3 separate regions of the Mus musculus genome follow, and all the other regions are linked to region 2. Evidence: chromatin contacts called from public ChIA-PET and Hi-C data. All regions are on one chromosome and are shown on one strand. The core of a region is the stretch at or near the end of the contact, and the rest is flanking DNA. Distances in the headings are between cores, read along the strand shown. Region 1 has its middle 15 kb from the start of Gm38917. Region 2 overlaps Plekha5 (pleckstrin homology domain containing, family A member 5). Region 3 has its middle 22 kb from the start of Gm30215.

Evidence for each region. Hi-C and Micro-C count contacts between places; a contact is called where the count stands out from the background. ChIA-PET counts read pairs in DNA pulled down with a chosen protein or histone mark.
Region 1: a Hi-C map of uterus shows a contact between it and region 2, with 2.8 times the contacts expected there. The contact joins two enhancer-like sites. A contact is called at or near these places in 3 of 484 Hi-C or Micro-C datasets (liver, nephron progenitors and uterus), 4 of 115 datasets of contacts at active chromatin or transcription factors (embryonic stem cells and liver) and 2 of 9 other capture datasets (adipose tissue and embryonic stem cells).
Region 3: a contact with region 2 is called in an RNA polymerase II ChIA-PET map of memory CD8 T cells, with 15 read pairs. The contact joins two enhancer-like sites. A contact is called at or near these places in 1 of 115 datasets of contacts at active chromatin or transcription factors (memory CD8 T cells) and 3 of 9 other capture datasets (adipose tissue, liver and pancreatic islet).

The regions. Positions count from the first base shown.
Region 1 is chr6:140,299,393-140,302,231 of GRCm38.p6, reverse strand. No RefSeq gene overlaps it. Among named protein-coding and RNA genes, the nearest start is that of Gm38917, 15 kb to the right of the region's middle. Within about 2 kb of position 1,536, at least 23 of the 459 cell types and tissues checked have an H3K27ac peak or open chromatin away from gene starts, as enhancers often do. A contact at or near this core is called in uterus, where this site is marked.
Region 2 is chr6:140,439,482-140,442,253 of GRCm38.p6, reverse strand. All of the region lies in intron 3 of Plekha5 (pleckstrin homology domain containing, family A member 5), which reads right to left. Among named protein-coding and RNA genes, the nearest start is that of Plekha5, 17 kb to the right of the region's middle. Within about 2 kb of position 1,318, at least 11 of the 459 cell types and tissues checked have an H3K27ac peak or open chromatin away from gene starts, as enhancers often do. A contact at or near this core is called in memory CD8 T cells and uterus, where this site is marked.
Region 3 is chr6:140,656,423-140,659,122 of GRCm38.p6, reverse strand. It overlaps a transcript of Aebp2 not described here. Among named protein-coding and RNA genes, the nearest start is that of Gm30215, 22 kb to the left of the region's middle. Within about 2 kb of position 1,427, at least 22 of the 459 cell types and tissues checked have an H3K27ac peak or open chromatin away from gene starts, as enhancers often do. A contact at or near this core is called in memory CD8 T cells, where this site is marked.

The sequences.
Region 1 (2,839 bases), core at 287-2,786, 140 kb after region 2:
TTCTGTCTGCCTTTGTGCATTGTCTTCAGAATGGCCTTTTCAGGACCCGGACCTCTATGTTTCACGTCTCTCTTTGACGCAGTCATGTTCTGCTCGTTCTCAGGCTACGCACTCCTAAGCTTCTTACCTCCTACTTCTTCTCTTGCCTCTTTGTTGGTTTTCATTACTATTAACTAGGTAGAGCTAGTATAGAGAGAATATATACCTCATGGGGGCCCCAAAATGCGTATATCTGAATCAGTTTACCTCTGTGTTTTTTTGTTTTGTTTTGTTGTGTTTTTCGAGACAGGGTTTCTCTGTGTAGCCCTGGCTGTCCTGCAACTCACTTTGTAGACCAGGCTGGCCTTGAACTCAGAAATCCGCCTGCCTCTGCCTCCCAATTGCTGGGATTAAAGGCGTGCGCCACCACCCCCAGCCTAGCTCTGTGGTTTGTCTGCCATTTCTTACGTGGAATGCTTCCCGAATAATTCATGTCTTTCTTAATTGCTCTCTCAGAGTTTTTTCTTCTCAGGGAAACTTAATGGACAGCAGTGCCAATGTTACCTTTAACCTTCCCAGTAGCACCTGGGTTTATGTTATTATTCTTAATATGAGCCAATCATTGTCCTAAGTGGTCCATATGAATTATTTAAAACAGTTCTCTTCCCAGAACAGCTAAGTACATAGTATTAGTCATACTTCTTAGATAAAGGTTCAGGGAGATTAAAACCTATGGAATCTTCTAGAGCTCCTCCTGAGAGTGATTAGGGTTAAAAAAAGAAAAGAAAATGACTGTCTTAGTTCACTTTGTTCTGCTATGACAGAATACCTGAGCTGGTGTGATTTATAAAGAACAGGGGTCTGTTGTGGCTCCAGAGGCCGGAACCTCAAGATCAAGGGAGGTTGTGTGTGTGTGGAGGGTCTTCTTGCTGGGTCATCCATCCCAGGGTGGAAAGTGTTATATGTTAGGAGAAGGCTTGTCTTTGGATCAGAGGCATCTTCACTTCTCTACTTGCCAGTGATATGAGTAGTCTTTCCAAAAGCTCTTTGGTAGGCATTCGCCCCCCCCTTTTAAAATTAAATTTAATTACTTAGTAATCTTTCGTTTAAAGTTTTTGCATTAGAGTTCACAGGATCAGATCTCATTATGACATTTTTGAACAAAATACTTTTCAGTAGATTCCCCTTCCCTCTTCTCTCCCCCTGCTTTCTTTCTTTGACACAATGTCTTTATATGTACTCTAGATGGCCTTGAACTGGGAGATTCTCCTGCCTGGGCATCCCAAATGCTGGGATTACAGGCATGGACCATCGTACGGAGCTGGCATCCTGCCTCCCTCTCTCCCAGCCTCCCTCCCTCATCCATCATCCCCTCCCCCATTTCTCTTTCTCTCTCTCTCTCTCTCTCTCTCTCTCTCTCTCTCTCTCTCTCTCTCTTTCTCTCTCTGTGATTAACTTATTTAACTTATTCTTTACCCACCCCACTCCCATCCCTAGAAATTAAAGCCTGCACTAAAGAGAAAGCTGTGTTCTGCCTCTGATATGGCCAGGACACCAGGTCAAGAGGGCGCCCGGGAGCCTGGCCAAGTCCCAGGGGAGGGTGTGCAGGCCATGCAGCCCTCGCATGTTGAGAGTTGGCTCTCTGCCTTCCGCACCCAGACTGTTTCCACAGAGGCAGAACCAGGAGCATCTGCCTGAGAGGGCAGGCCAGCTCTGGGCTTAACATTTTCTTTTAAGAATTCTTTATTTAAATATTTGGTCCATTAAAAAAAAAGCTCGTTGACTTCATTTTGTGCTGGAAACATTCTTTCTGTATTCTGAGTGTAAAGCTCTGTAAGCATTGGTACCAATCTGTACCTTGCTTTTCTCCCCTTCACAATATCTTTCAAGTAGCAAAAGGATGGCTTTTGTTGTTGCTGAAATCTGATTTATGTGTCTCTTTTCTTTCCTAGGGGTGCGTCTCTCTGGGTCTTGCCTAAGAAATCTTCCCCTTTCTCATGCCGTGAAAGGATTTTCAGGAAATTTTACCTCAAGAAATACGTTGGTTTCATTGAAGTTTTCTGACTTGGGTCAGAATTTTGCTCATTGTTTTATGTCTGTTATGGCCAAGCATTTGAGGCTAGCTTCGACTGAATGAGACTGCATTTCAAACAACAACAACAACAACAAAGAGCTTTTGGCGGTCACAGGTTTTGGGGCTCAAGCTGAGGTGGTCAGGCTTGGGGGAATCATATCTTTTCCCTGGTGAAGCTGAGCCTTTTGCCTGTCTTGTAGTGATTACTTTTAATTGCCAACTGACAATCTAGAAGCAGCTGGGGAAAGAGTCCCGGTGAGGGATTGTCTAGAGCAGGGTGGCCTGTGGGCGTGTCTGTGGGACATTATCTTCATCATATTAACTGCAGTGGGAAGCCCCGCTCACTGTGAGTTGACAGGATCCAGACTTGTGTGACAGCAGGGAAGTGGGACCGAGTACCGCTGGGCAGACATTCACTGTTCTCTGTTCCTGGTTATGGAAGTGATGAGGCTATTTCCTCAGAGCTCCTAATTCTGATCTCCCACAATGATGGACAATAATCTAGAGGTGCGAGCTAAATAAACGATTTCTCCACTTGGTTGCTTTTACCAGGGAATTTTTATCAGATCAATAGAAACTTCAGACAGGCCTAACTTACCCTGATCATCTTTATCCAAGCCTGGACTTTTTATCATTGCTGCATTGGTAGGAAATTTTATATATATATATATTGTATATAGGTTTTTTGTGGGCTAAGGTACTTGGTATTTAAGGTATGTTTATTGACTAGATATGGTGTGTAGATATCTCTATAAATGTAACATAAACCCAGCATTGCATCATCGT
Region 2 (2,772 bases), core at 69-2,568:
ACACGGCTGCCTCAGCCAACTCTGTGATAGAAGGCCACCAAAGTCTGCTCTGGTTCCACACATGCTGTGAATTTTCAAAAAGAGGCAAAGGAAGAGGTTATATTTGCAGTGAAGATGTCCACCTTAACACTCATGCAAGAAACTAACAAAAAAGGAAAAATATAAATATGAAATCTTGATCCTTGGGTTTTAGATTTGATTTATTTAATAACTAGAATTATATGAATTAATTAAACTATCTCCTCAGTACTTGCACATGTTATTAATGTTTGGCATATTTAAATAGTTCACATTTGGAAAATGCCATTTCTAGTTTTAAAAGATTACTACAAAAAAACCCATAGAGAAAATATGAATAATCTTAAATGAATATAGAATCAGTCTCCTATGTATGTATTTCACATCCAGAGATTTATCAGTTGTGGACAGAAAGCATCAAGGGAAAAGGCAAAGTGTCTGAAAAGAGGCTCTGGGATGGCCACACAGGGATAAGAAGCTGAGGCCATCAAGGGAAGGGATGAAACAGACCCCACTATATAGCTACCATCATTCCACGATGTTTGGTCTCAGCACCACTTGTCTGAGAATTACTCCTCAAGTCTTACTCATATACTACATCATAGGCCTATGACGACTGAGTCTGTACTGAACGCATACAACTCTTCTAGTCATTATCCCTAAGCCAGTATGGGGTAAGGGGTGATTAACGCACATTTCCATTCCATTAGGTATCTAGGTAGACTAAAGATGATTTAAAGTATACAAGAAGGTGTGTGTGTGTGTGTGTGTGTGTGTGTGTGTGTGTGTGTTGCACGTAAATACCACACTTCATAAGGAACTTAATCCCTTGCAGACTTTGCTATGCACTTAGACAGTGTAGCAGGCTGTGTAGATTTAGAACTTTAGCACCAAAAAGTTCACGTAAATCTACCTGAACACCAGTCTAGAGCTTCCTGGGATGCCCTCCACCTTTCAGCAAATGAGACTCTGGCCTAAGGGTATCGTTTCTCTAAGAATCTATTAATTAATGCCAATAGCCATCGTCCCTCATCTTCCCGATTTGCCCTCTGACCCCACTTTAGTCCTACCGAGCTCTGTACTTTCTTTGCAGCCTGTAAGGGAGCCAGCTACGGAGCAGCTCCTTCACTACCACCCTGCACCCTGGCCTTGCATCCTAGCCTCTTAGGGCATCACCTCAGCATCTAACTCTCAATGACTTTCTCCTGAGGACATGAACTCTGCACTCTCTCAAACAGTTCAGCCAGCTACACCTCCACCAACCACATCCTCTCTTTAGAACCTGGTTACCCCATAACTGGCACATAACAACCCCAGTTTCAGTGGCCACACCATACCGCACCACACTCCAGTAAGCATGCTTACCTACACTCCCTGTGTAGCATCTCTGGTCTTGGGAGAAACTCTACCCTAATCCATTAGCTGTCTTCTTGCTCCACACCCCACCTTCCAAGTATGAAGTCTAACTGTGAACAGATTTTCCTCCTCCTCAGTCTTCAGATTGCCTAACTTTTATTGTATTTGTGCAGTAAGCGTTTGTGGCTTCACCTCTGCATTTTCTCTGAGCTCCCAGACTTCCGCCATGATGAACTAATTCCCTACAGTGTACTGAAGACACAGGTTTTTCCATGTGGTATTTTAACAAGTTTGTTGCTTATGATAAAAATCCCATAAGCAGAGAAAAGGTTTGAGAATGTTGTGATAACCAGGGCCAGAGGCCCTGCACGCGTGTGAAGCTCACATCACTACAAAGAGTAGACAAAACCTCAATGCGAGGAAGCAAGCTTACAGGGAAAATAAAGGTGGGTTAGAATGACAGCAAGTGCCTGATCGCCAGGCGGGGGAGTGGGCATGGGCAGAGCTCTGAGCTTGCCTTCTAGAAACCTGTCCTAAAACACAATGAAACTCAGGCAGTTCCTCTAGGCCCACTCTGGCCCTGCTGAGACTACCAAGTCAAGTACACACAGCAGTACAACAACATAACTCTACTCTGTATGATTTAGAAATTAACTTTTAATAAAAATACTAAGTTTCTTTGTAAAAGAAGACAGAATCCGTAATAAGTCCACTGTTCAGTTTAATCCTGTATTTGAAATGGGGAGAGGGGTCAATAATGTTTTTCTGCATATGCTATTGGATTTGAAGTATTCCATTTTTTTCTTTTCCTCTGAATCTGGTGGTGTAAGTCTGCTCTCGTCACAAATGCAAACTACTTCACCCCCAGCCCTGAGTCTGAGCTGCTGGTGAGACTACCACTGGCCAACCAGTGGAAGAGGTCAGAGGTCACACCACCCCAGGACGAAGACCAGGCTTCAAGAGACCCATGAGTGTGCTCTTTTACTTGAATGCTTTTTCTTGGTAATTAAAAAGAAAAATGTGTACAGGTATTTGTCTGTATCTGTGCACTATATGGACGTGTGATGCCCACAAACTACAGAGGGTGCTGGATCCTTTGGGCTGGAGTTACAGATGGTTTATGAGCCATCATGTGGAGATTAGGGACTGAACCTAGGTCATCTAAAAGAAATATCAATGTTCTTAAGCTTAAGAAGGTAGCCTACAGCATGAATACTGTACGCAAAAAAGATCTGTGTCCTGGTCAGGGTGGCACAAATGTTATCACGCTGCTCAGAACACCATAGAGTTCAAAATGTATGAAATATTTATTTCTGATACTTTTCATTTAATATTTTCGTACTACTGCTGACCACAGATATAAGAAAACTGCAGAAAACAGAACTACAAATAAGAGGC
Region 3 (2,700 bases), core at 178-2,677, 220 kb before region 2:
GCCCTAAGGTTTGTTTTGTTTTAATCCAATAAAAACAAACTGAAGAGAGATGGCATTCCATGTCTATAAACCCTGGCTAGGGAGAACAGATACAGCCTCAGGACAGGTGAGCCCGGACTAACACAGGTAAGGAGGGAGAAAAGGAGAAAGGGAGAGGGGGAGGGGAGCAAAGGGAGCAGGGTCAGAATCTCTCCCTATGGGCATCGAGAGGTCCCCAACTTTTCCAAATGTGATGTAAGAAAGTATTGTGCCCTTAGAGTTTCCCCCCTACACTTGAAAAGGGAAACACAGAAACGAACTTGCCAAGCCCTAGTATCTCGGAACCGTCGGGCACTTGCTATCTGGTGTCTACTCTCCTCTCATCAATCTTACCCCGACTGTTCCACAGGGCCCAGAATGCTGACATCAACTTGGATACACAGGAGGACAAGGCAGTTTTGATCAGTGACTTGAGCCATGAATTAGTAGTTGTTCTTTTATCCTTTGGCAGCTGATAAGCACATCAATTTATTGGAGGATGGGGAAAAAGAAGTTAAGCTGGGAATGGCGACACACACTTAAATCCTAGTTCTATGGAGACAAAGGCAGGCAGATTCTGTGTATGCAAGGCTAGCCAAGACTACAGAGACCTTGCCTCAAAAGAAAAAAAAAAAAAGCAAAGCACTGGGTCCTATGCCATTTGCTCAGTGGTTCCTCAGGTCTCCTGCTCATGCCCACCCAGACTTTACAGAGGGAGGATGGTATTCCTCTTAGAGGTTAAAAAGGAGTGCTGCCTTCTATTTGAAATCTGTCACTCCTCAGCACTGAGTGCCTCTCCCTCATTGGTATAGCACTCACACTACCAAGTTGGTCATTCTTACCAGTTTAAAGCTAAGTTCCCTCGAGTCATCAGACTAACACTATATCAACTCCTAATAGTTCTATGCACTTCTAAGACATTTTTAGTGTGCTATTTTACTAGCTAGCCTCAGATTGGTTTAACACAACCATTTTCTACCTCCATTCTAATCAGGTTTTTAAAGATACTCTTCCACCTGCTCTTTGTGTTTCTCAGCAGTTATGATTGTATGCATGCACACATATGCATGCTTATGTATGTGTTCACGTGTGGGTGGGAGGCCTATGATCAACAGTGTCTTCCTCAATCCCACCTTATTTACTGGCACAGGGTCTTCTCCCTAAACTTACCAACTCGGCTAGACTGGCAGGAGAGTAGGCTCCAGCCTCAATGTAAGGACTATAAGCACACGCTGCCTTGCACTGCTTTTTTGTTTAGGTTTTGGTTTTGTTTTGTTTTTTGTAGGTAAGGAGCTGGTGATCTGAATTTAGCTAAACAGTCTTCATGGCTGCACAGCTGAGCTCTCCTGACCTGCCATGTCATTTAAAACGTGTGTGTGTGGGGTGTGTGTGTGTGTGTGTGTGAGAGAGAGAGAGAGAGATCTTAACTTTCCTTTGTTCAATACCTCATGTCCACAAAGATAACTTCCTGTCATATAAACTCATCTTCAAGCACAATAAAATGTCAGTCCAAGAAATCTGAGGGTTTTATCTGGGGGGGTGGGGGGTATGTGGTGGTGAAGAGATGGCTCAGAGGTTAACAGCACTGTTTGTTCTTCCAGAGGTTCAGTTCCCAGCAACCACATAGCGGCTCACAACCATCTGTGATGAGTTCTCCTGCCCGAAAGAGAGAGAGAGAGAGAGAGAGAGAGAGAGAGAGAGAGAGAGAGAGAGAGAGAGAGAGAGAGAGAGAGAGAGAGAAATGAAATGAAATCTGAGATAGTCCCTTTATCATTTCTATCTGGGAATAGAATGAAACTAATGCATGCCCTACCATTCTCTGGCCTCTTGGTCTTTACATTTTGCTACATGTGCCCTATGTTGGCATCCTTTCTAGTAATGCCTGCATGGCTCTAACTCCTTTGTCTCACAGGAGCTTACCACCTGTCTCAAAACCACATCTTAAGTCCACTCCCAGCCCCATTTCTTTATAGTATGTGCCTATCGACTGTCGACTCCCATCCACACACTTCTACAGATCAAAAATAGTTTAGAGACAGGCAAGGTGGCAACATACCTTTTATCCCAGCCTCAGGAGCCTAAGGCAAAAGAAGTTAAAGGCCTAGGATGCGGGAGGTGTTTTAATGAAGGAGGGGAGTCATCCTGGAAGACAACTCAGTGGGTTGCTGGCCCCAAATTCAATTCCCAACATCGGGGTAAGGAATTCAGGACTAAACTACTGAAATATTGTCCTAGTATCCCCAGTGCTAGTGTATGAAATGTATCTCAAATCAGTGTGTAAAGTCTGACAAGCCAGAGCTCTGTTACTGAGGCAGAGGATTAGACAGGACAGGGCAGTGCACACAGGTGTTCAAGGTCATCTTGAGCCACATACATAGCGTATACCTGTCACAGAAAGGCAAGAACTTTGGGGCAGAGCTATTTTACTAGCTAGCCTCAAATGCACAGGGGCCCAGCAACAGAAACTGGCCAAACAGATCATTCAATTCCCACTCAATTCACTTAATAAATCTCTAAGAGCAACCTTAAGTCAGAAGAGTTCAGCTGACTAATGTTTCCAATACTGACTTCAAATACAAACAGCTAAAAGGGAGAAGCAGAAAGTCTAGTTTTCTCTATTTATCAACCTCAGTTTGGTAACTACAACTCAACAAAACAAAAAACAGATGTTTAGAACGGTTT